Linked DNA regions of Zea mays: regions 1 and 2 are each linked to region 3. A link is a contact called in public Hi-C data. All regions are on one chromosome and are shown on one strand. Each heading gives the region's core, a stretch centred on a gene start, on an enhancer-like site or on the middle of the called end of the contact. The rest is flanking DNA. Distances are from core to core; before and after follow the strand shown. Region 1 holds the start of LOC103635380 (zinc-finger homeodomain protein 6). Region 2 holds the start of LOC103635403 (probable protein ABIL4). Region 3 holds the start of LOC109941412 (receptor like protein kinase S.2).

Evidence for each region. Hi-C and Micro-C count contacts between places; a contact is called where the count stands out from the background.
Region 1: a Hi-C map of endosperm shows a contact between it and region 3, with 2.4 times the contacts expected there. The contact joins the promoter of LOC103635380 here to the promoter of LOC109941412 in region 3. A contact is called at or near these places in 3 of 25 Hi-C or Micro-C datasets (bundle sheath, ear and endosperm).
Region 2: a contact with region 3 is called in a Hi-C map of ear, with 3 times the contacts expected there. The contact joins the promoter of LOC103635403 here to the promoter of LOC109941412 in region 3. A contact is called at or near these places in 8 of 25 Hi-C or Micro-C datasets (bundle sheath, ear, endosperm and 3 more).

Annotation. Positions count from the first base shown.
Region 1 is chr8:75,533,401-75,536,716 of Zm-B73-REFERENCE-NAM-5.0, reverse strand. It overlaps LOC103635380 (zinc-finger homeodomain protein 6), which reads right to left and starts at 1,422. Exons shown (of 1, transcript XM_008657844.3): 1 at 1-1,422. The coding sequence starts at 1,119. The coding sequence ends at 355.
Region 2 is chr8:77,158,867-77,161,897 of Zm-B73-REFERENCE-NAM-5.0, reverse strand. LOC103635403 (probable protein ABIL4) reads right to left here and starts at 1,690. Exons shown (of 9, transcript XM_008657858.4): 1 at 1,109-1,690; 2 at 886-968; 3 at 89-239; 4 at 1. The coding sequence starts at 1,237.
Region 3 is chr8:76,371,185-76,374,491 of Zm-B73-REFERENCE-NAM-5.0, reverse strand. It overlaps LOC109941412 (receptor like protein kinase S.2), which reads left to right and starts at 1,392. Exons shown (of 1, transcript NM_001412149.1): 1 at 1,392-3,307. The coding sequence starts at 1,604. LOC100282455 reads right to left here and starts at 673. Exons shown (of 2, transcript NR_178050.1): 1 at 538-673.

The sequences.
Region 1 (3,316 bases), core at 173-2,672, 840 kb after region 3:
CCGAAGGGGGCTAAATGGCAATAAGGTAGCAGGATTGTAGCTACAAAACATGCACAGTGCCTCCTCCTCCTTCCAATTGATCCCCCAAGCTAGTAAGAACAGAATAAAACCAAAGATATGCAAGCAAGAATCGTGAAGCAAAAGAGGATGGTGAAGACGTGAAGTGACTACAAAAAATCAAGGATAAGGTGAACCCAAAAACGGAAGGGAAGAAAGGATAGGAACCCCTCCTGACTTCCCTTGTTTAATCCCACACCCCCTCTCGGAGCCCATAAAAAAATGAGGCGGGGGATTAAGCAAATGGTGGTGGTGGTGGTGGTGCTGCTGACTGCTGAGCCTTGTCTCCCACCGTGGCTACTGGGGCTGCTGGGGCTGTTGCTGCCCCTCGGGAGGCGGCAGGTGCGGCGGCGGCTGCCTCCTGCCGCCGCTGCCGATGTGCTTGTTGTTGTGCATCCAGACCTTGAAGACCTGCCGCCGGACGCCGACCTGGTCGCAGAAGTGCTGCACCAGCGCGTCGTCCTGCTTCTGCATCCGCCAGCCGAGGCGTTCCGCGAACGCCAGCATCTGCTCCTTCTGCTCCGGCGTGAACTTGGTCCGGATCCGCTTCCGCCGGACGTGGCCCTGCGCGTGCGCGTGCGGCGCGGCGGCGAACCCGGACGGCGGGCCACGCTCCTCGCTGGACGACTCGGTCGTGGTGCCGCTGGGCGTGCCGTGGTACGGGAACAGCGGCGGCGACGCGTAGTGGGGGTGGGCAGCGCCGGCCGCGTAGGGGTGGGGCGGAGGCAGGAGCAGCGGGACGCGCGGGACCGCCGCGGCGGGCGGCGGCAGCAGGAGCTGGTGGCGGCGCCCCGCGTCGCCCTTGCGGTGGAAGCTGCGGTGGCAGCCGCAGGCTGCGCACTTGAGCCTGTCGGCGTCCTCGGGCATGAACTCGCCGCAGCCATCGACGACGTGTCCGCCCAGCGCCGCCGCGTGGTTGCGCAGACACTCGTGGTACGTCGCCTCGGCGGCGTGGTTCTGGTTCCCCGGGCCGCGGCCGGGGCCGAGGCAGGGCGGCGGCGCGGAGCTCGCGCCCATCTCCTCCGAGACGGGCTCCTCCCCCTCCTGGGCCGTGAATTCCATCAGCGCATGCCTGCCTGCCCTAGCGCCCTGCCGCGGCGACGAGGACGCCCTGCCGCGGCCGCTCCCTCTGGTGCCGCAGGGGCTGTAGCCTGCAAGACTGCTGGGGGTCGGGTCGGCTGGCTGGTATGTAGTTGCGGTCGTCGTTTCCTAGGGGTAGTAGGGGTGGTGCGGTGTGGGTTGGCTTTTGTGCTTTTGTTCGCCCGTGGTGCGTGGGAGGAGGACTGGAGGAAGAGGAGGCTGTGTGAGCAGGCCGGCAGCGGAGGGATGCGGCATTGATCGTGACCGCCTGCGGCGAGGCGAGTGGTGGTGGGGGGGGGGGGGGGGGGGGGGGGGGGTCCGGGCTGCATGCCTGAGCTGGGAAATGGCGCTTTTGTTTCCTACCCGGCGGTCCGCGGTGGCGGTGTGCAGTGCAGCGACCGACATGGGCAGGGGTGACCCTGACCTCCCGTCCCGTCCCGTACCCATGCCACGCGGGCCCCAGGCTTTAATGATGCAGCCGGAGAGAATTGGGCGGCAGCGCGGCAGGTACCACCGTACCAGTACCACCGCCGCCGCTGTAGCCACGGGCCCGGCCGCCCGGCCCGGGTGGGTTTATGGCCGTCGGATCGGGACGGCCATCGGGGAACGGCGCGGCCGCTGTCTAGGCCGTGGCGCCAACCTACTACTAGAAATTTACACGTATATAATAATCTATGGGAATGGGATGGAGGGCAGCCGTGCTGTCCGTGCAGGCCCTTGTCAACAGCGACGCTTCCACGGGGAGCAGGAGTCGCGCGTGCTGCCGTGCGGGGCTGCAACGCCACCGCGTCATTTCGTTGACCGGCTCCCGCTCCTCAGCCGGACCGGAGCCAGATATTTCTCTCGAGAGACGAGACCACAACTACGAGAGCAGCGCAGGGCCTGCGACGCGTCTCCCATACTAGGCTTGGCTTGAAGAACAGAGTAACAGTTGAAACCGGATACATACGTACGTCAAGACCAACCAAAAGCCCTCGTTGGATTGCCAATTTATATAAACTATATATGTAGTCTGCAAGCAATGCTCCTATTCGCTGGAAGGAGCCATACAATTCTGCAATGGAAGGCAATGCTCATCTGCCTCTCGGTCCTGATGCATTCATCGTCCGTCGAGGGCCATGTCACCATTTTATCTTCTTCTCTGGCCTCTGGACCTCGTATCAGCTGGTAATGTAACCTTAACCCTATTTGTTTTTACAGCCTACCTATAATTTGACGAGCAGGATTATTGAGAAGAGACGATGGCGATTGGTAGCCGGAAATTTTAAAAGACTGCTTTTTTCCTTTAATTTGACGAGCAGGATTATTGAGAAGAGACGATGGCGATTGGTAGCCTACCTGTAATTTCCATATTTGAATTGAGATTTGAAAACAGAACACTGAATATAGATGATGTGGTAGATCTAGGATTACCGGGCTATGGACCGGCCCAGCCTACTAATTTAGCCGTGCTTTCTAGACTAGCGTGACCTAAAACAGTGGGCCATGCATAAGACAGACGCCCATTTAGGCAACGGCCCGATGCCACTGCCTGGTAGGGGCCGTGACAACAGATTGCTACGGACCACCATTACCACAACCCTGCCGTATCACCAACATAATCCAAAAATAAAAACATTTGGACAACTGCATGGCCCATTTGACACTTGCACCTTTATTTATACATTAGAGTGTAGTATGTATACCTAACAGTAACAGCAACAGGAGGCTCAGCAATGGAGAATGGAGATTTTTCAATTAAAAAGAAAGAAAAGATGAAGAAAATAATAGGACCACAAACATTGATTGAGGCCATGCCAAAGAATATACAGCTGCAAACACATGCACTTCACCGAATGCTGCTGCCATGCACATTCCCCTACAGCCAAAACCAGAAGGTTTACACGGAGCCGCACGAGAGAGGTAGCCAGCAGCAAGCAAGAACGCTGACCCACATGTGAAAATCCTTGGAAAGCCAATAAGGGCTAGTTTAGAAGCCTTAAATCCAGAGGGGATTGGAGAGGCTAAAATGCACTCCGTATTCAAATTTGAATAAGAGGATTTTAGCCCCTTCAATCCCCTCCGAGTTTTAAACTTCCAAACTAGCCCTAAACTACTCCATGTTCCTAACAAAATGTCTCAGCCTCTAGATGGTGCTGATCTATGGTGTGGGGCTGTGCCATGCTGGGGAGGTGCTCCT
Region 2 (3,031 bases), core at 441-2,940, 790 kb before region 3:
GCTGCAGATTTGGAGATAGATCGTCAGCAATTGAACTGGCATGGTTTCATCGCTGCAAGATGCAAGTACTGAAGATAAGTGTGATTACCTGGTTCAGGCGTGCGACTTTCAGTTCATATGTCGACACCTCGGAAGCTTGCTGCTCGAAAAGATCGGTCAGTTTGTACGCAACAGTACCCAGATGATCAACCGCGTTGACGACGGCTCGTAAGGCATAGTCTTTCAGGTTGTCCAGCACCCTGACATAAATTAACAGCTTCAGCTGTCATAATATGACCTGAATGTTACAGTTCAACATGTCCTGTGTTGAAATAAGAGTATATACTGCAAGCTCGAGTTCAGTACACTATCGACTCATCATTAATAAAAGAAAAGATGTGAAAGTCTGCACCCTATATTTCTGAAATTTATTCTGCACTGTCAAACAAGACTACAAGAGGGGGTCCCCGTTGCTAAAATTTCAATGCAGTGACAAAATTCAGACTACGAACAGTACAGGGACAGTTGTCAGGTAACTCCAAAACTCCAGATGATACCAAAAAATTATATCTTTCTCTAGCCAGTAGAGTTTGTTTTCTAGCCACATCTCACACATCAAGTCCCTTCCTCACACCTGTTGCCGTCCTTGCCTTAGTTGGCTCAGTCGTCTACACCTATCATAGGTAGTTGGGTGTAGTTGCTACCAGCACATGCTGCACCCACGCTTCGATTGGATCCTTCAACCCTTAGGCGAAATGACAAAACAGTGCTAGATACAGCATGCAAGATGCAATTGTACGAAGAGCAACCATGGCTGGGCGCCGTGGTAAGACTAGGAAGTGAGTAGTAGTGATTCCTTCTCCCTTTGTGTGGCAGTAAAATGCAGGAGCAGGGAACGCGACTCACTTCTGCTTCTGCTCGCTGTGGAGGTAGGACTTCTCGCAGTACTCGGAGGCGGTGTAGAGCTGCGGCCGCAGGTTCTTGAGCTCCTGCGCCATCATCACGAAGCAGAAATCCAGCCGGATCCCCGGTGAGACAGAGCAGGGACAGCCTTTTCCTTTTAGAAAAAAAGGGAGGATTTTTGTGCGTGCGCGTGTATGGATCTAGGAATGCGGGGTTCGGGGAGCACCTGCAGGGCCTTGATGAAGCTCTTGCTACGTTCCATGGACGCCTCATCCACGGTGGTGGCGCCGGCCCTGGCCCCCGCGACCCCGCCCCAGGAGCCGGGCGCCGGCGGGTATTGCTGCGGCGGCTGCATTCCCCCCTCTTCCGCTCCGGCGGTGGGCGTCCGGCGAGGGGAGGAAAGAACGGGCGCCGGCAGGGGGAGGGGGAGGGGGAGGGCAGGAGGCGGCGAGGTCAAGTCAAGTAAGCGCTCCACTGGCGCTCGGTGGGCAGAGTGGGGTGGAGGGGAAGCGAGCGATGCCTCGCCAACTCCCACTCGACGCAAGCTTATTCTACTGCCAGTTCCACCACCGCCAGTCTCTCTCCTGTTGACTCTTCGCGCGTGGGCGTGCGCGTGTTGCTGTCGAGCGCTGGCGGTGGTCCGCGGAGGAGGAGGGGTCCCGGAGGAGCGACCGCAGCGGTGGCTTTGATGGCGACGGACGCGGGGCCGCCGTCGCCGGTCTGGTCTCGAGTGGATTTGCTTGGCTTGGTGCCTAGCCTAGCAGGGAGATTTTTTCGATTTGGCAGGGGAATCATTGCTCACTCATCGCCGCCTCGCTGGTGGTTTTGGCTGCTTCGCTTGTCTGCCTCCGACTGACCACCGCACTGACTGTACCCGCCGTAGATTGATCTTCGCTTTCTCTGTGAACGCCGTTTTCACCGCAAGATTTTCATGCTGCGTTCCCATTTCGATTCCTTCGATGGTAACGAAACAATTAATATGGGATCTATATGATCATAACGTTAATATCAGATTCCTACAATAACGACATAATGATGATCCTAAGCCAAAAAATCTGGAATCATAATCAAAAGGCTACGTGGGATGAATAGATTTACGAGAATCTATAGATTTCTCTAGTTTAATCCAGAACATACTTTTATCTTTTTTTAAAAAAAATTATGTCATCTAGATTTTTAGAAATTATTATTCGGTTACTACTGTTTATAGGGTTGAATCGTTTTATTTTCTATCTAATTTGTCGCTCGACTCTCACTCCATGACACCTCCTAGCGACAGCTAAAGTTGCCATCATCTCTCTACACTCGATTTTGGAGGTCAATGATGTGGCTTTGTTGTCCCTGAACATTATACATTTTTCTCATCTACTCTTCGCTCATCATCCCCCATCCACGATGCTCGTCCATATATGATGCTATCCCTTTCAACATCTCTCTAGACTCCACATTGATATTCCATGACTGAGAGGCTTCATACCAATGGAAGACGATGACGCAACACCTATCGCTTCAGCTATTGTCACTGCCATACACGCTACTCGTATAGGATGCTTTGTATACACTAGATTGGGCATGACTACAACCACAACGTTTGGGTATAGCGTTGTGGGCATATACCCCCACGACAAAGCGTATCACCCCTTGCCGATGATATCATGCTATCGAATTGACTCATTCGAGAGGCCAGGGTGGTCCCCCCCTGCCATGTTGCCAAGCTATCATACTATTATAGAATCTATAGTTGACAATTGTTTCAACCAAATAGATTTTAGCTTTCCCATAGCCATCAGCTCATAACAGCCCCCTCATAGCTTGTAGCTAAAATCAGATTTTTAGGAATCAATAGCTGAACCAAACACACTGTTAGCCACCATTATGTTCTTCCGTGAACGCTTATCTTGGAATCCTCAACAAATGCTAGGAGCTTTCGGCCACTGTCAGATCCTTCTGTGAACACTCGAGGGCCTGGCACAATCCCATAACCTCTAATGAGTATTGGGAGCTCTAGCCACTATTAGGTCCTCCCATGAACATTCGTAGCTACAGATCTCTATAATCATCCTCAGTGAATGCCGAGAGTCCCTCATAGTAAAGGGCTCTCCCGTGAACATTTAAAGATCTCATTATTGTTAGGGCACATAGTGAATGT
Region 3 (3,307 bases), core at 143-2,642:
AGATTTGTCACTGGATGAAGAGCAAGACAAAGAAAAATGTCAAAGCTGTGTATGCAATGTGTGACAGTAGAGTAGACTGGATGCAAGTATTAATCGAGGACCACATGCTGTGTGGTAACAGAGTAGAATGAATGGCAGTATTATGTCATCAATTGTCTATAATAATATTTTTCGATACGAATAAAATCCTGCCAACTAATCAACCGGTACACAATAAATCTACCCAGCACAGAATCGTGCTGGGGTGTTTCGGTGCCCGGTAATTTCCCATGAGCACTCTTATCTTATAGGACGAATCGCATAGAGCGGCAGATCGTTGGAGCACCACACCACCAGGGGCGGATACCGCTGTGGATTCCCAGTTTCCCACCCACCACGCGAAAGACAAACCTAACGAACGAAGCTTCGACGAGCCGGATGGACTGTTTCGGGTCCCGGAGAAAAAGGTTGGTACTAGGGTTCAGGGTCAGGGGGAAGGAAGATTCTACGGCGGAATTGAAGGGGGAAGAGAGAGGTGCAGGTGCAGCCGAAGCGTACCTGTATCTGGACGGAGACGTGTTCATCTGAGTGGGTCGGCGACCGGCGCGGTGGCGGAGGCGGGGGGCGAGTTCCCCGTTGCGGTCAGGAGAGAGTTGGCGTCGGCCTCAGGCGGCTAGGGTTACTAGGGCACTCGGACGGGAGAGGACGATGAGGACCCTTTTGGGAAGGAAACGGGAAGGCCGCGACTCGGACTCGCGGGCTTGATGGGCCTTCAGCCAATCCCGAGGTGGGCTGTGCAGGCCTCGACGGCTTCTTGAAGGCCGAGGATCAGGAGAAGTTACTGTGCAAACGACAGCAGTGAACAGGCCCAACAAAACCTATTCCTCTTGTTGTATCAGTATTACTCGCGGTTAGACACGCTTTGTATTCCTATTCACTTGGTTCTAAACTATAACTATAAGTTTTTTTAGCTTATGTATACATAAATATACTGTTTTTACTATATATCCAAACACATGTGTATCTTAGTGCATAATAAAAATTATATAAAATACGAAAACGTCCTGTGTTTTTGATTTAAAATAGAGGAAGTACGTATTGGGATTAAAAAAGTGTGGATATGAAAGATGAGTCAGAGGGTGACGCTCCTTTTTTTTTTTTGGCGGTCGATTACGTATTCCATTCCATCGCGGCAAGGCGGTGAAAGACGAGGAAGACGGGACGGTGACGCCCCTTCCTTTTGGCGGGAACTCCGGCTCCACCTGCATGCCAAGTCAACCGCGATAGAGAGCCACCTACCAGCACGCCCACCTCACAGCTCACGTTACTATCGCCGCCGTGCACACGCCACAGAGCTTGGCTTTTGGCCATCTTCCCCACCTGCCCAGGGGCGGTCCCTTCACACCCGTAAACCCACCTCCGTTCCCTATCCCAATTCATCCGTTCCAGGTTTCCAACGCTCAGTGGAATGGAAGCCTCCACCCCGTGCTTGCGCTTTTAATTTCCTTCCCCCACGCGCACTAAGCGCACCACCACCGCTTACCATGAGTGGGAGTTGCACTAGCTAATCGCTAGCCACTCCATAGTTAGCATTTAGCACTGCCTGCCTGTCCGGTGCCCGGCCATGTCGTCGTCGTTGTCGCTGCGCCGTCTCTGCTTCGTGCTGCCGATGGACGCCGACGAGGCCGTCCCACCGGCGTCCCACCCGGAGGGGCCGGCGCGGCGCAGCCCGGCTAGGGTGGCGTCCCTGGAACTCGAGACGGCCGGGTCGTACGCCCGCACCACGGCCGTCCGCCTGTTGTCGTGCCTCCGCCGCTGGCGGCCCCGGCCCTGCTGCCGCGGCGCCGGCCGGTGGCACGACGACTCTTCGGAAAAGGCGGCGGCGTTCGAGGACATCGCCGGCGTGGTCGACGACGTCGCCGGCAGGAAGCAGCTCGCGGGCGGCGGGCCCAGGATATTCAGCTACTCGGAGCTCTACATCGGGACGCGCGGGTTCAGCGACGCGGAGGTACTCGGCAGCGGGGGATTCGGCCGGGTGTACCGCGCCGTTCTGCCCAGCGACGGCACCACGGTGGCCGTCAAGTGCGTCGCAGCCAGCAGCGCGGGCGCCCGCAGCGACAAGTCGTTCCTGGCCGAGCTCGCGGCCGTGGCCAGGCTGCGGCATCGCAACCTGGTGCGCCTCCGCGGCTGGTGCGTGCGCGCCGGGGAGGAGCTCATGCTAGTCTACGACTACATGCCCAACCGCAGCCTCGACCGCCTGCTCTTCGCGCCGCCCAAGGCCGCGGCCCCGGCCTCGGCTCCGCGGCTCAGCTGGGACCGCCGCCGCCGCATCGTCGCCGGGCTCGCCGCCGCGCTCTTCTACCTTCACGAGCAGCTGGACACGCAGATCATCCACCGCGACGTCAAGACCAGCAACGTCATGCTCGACTCCGAGTACAACGCACGGCTCGGCGACTTCGGCCTCGCCCGCTGGCTCGAGCACGCGGTGGGCGCCGACGACGCCCTGAACCCGCTGCACCCGGAGGCGTCGCCACCGTCCCTGCGCCTGTCGTCGTCATCTGCCTCGGCCGCGGTCTCGGCCAACTACCAATTCCGGCTCATGGACACCAGCCGCATCGGCGGGACCATCGGGTACCTGCCGCCTGAGAGCTTCCATCGCCGGGCCGCCGGCGGCACCGCCAAGTCCGACGTCTTCAGCTTCGGCATCGTGCTCCTGGAGGTGGCCACGGGGCGGCGCGCCGTCGACCTGGCGTACCCCGACGACCAGATCTTCATGCTCGACTGGGTGCGGCGGCTGTCGGACGAGGGCAAGCTGCTCAACGCCGCGGACGCGAAGCTGCCGGACGGCGCCTCTGCGCTGTTCGACGTCGCGCGGCTCATGCACCTCGGTCTCCTCTGCTCGCTGCACGACCCCAGGGCGCGTCCGACCATGAGGTGGGTGGTAGAGAACCTCTCCGACGGCTGCTCTGCTGGCGACCTCCCGCGTCTGCCGTCGTTCGTGGCGCTCCCCAAGTACATCTCTCTCACCTCGTCGTCGGCCTCCGACTCCGGCGCCACGACCGTCACCACCGACAGGAGCACGGCGGCGACGTCTCTAACCAATTCCAACCCCGTCTACGACACCGCGGCCGCGGACACCATCTACCACACCGCGGAAGACGGGAGGACGACCGGTTCCAGGTCCGCGTCCGCTGACTCCGGCCGGCGGTCGTCGTCTCGGCTAGCGCCCGTGGCGATCCCGCACGTGGACACGCCGCGCGAGATACCCTACAAGGAGATCGTCGCCATCACCAACGACTTCTCCGAGTCGCAGGTGGTCGCGGAGCTG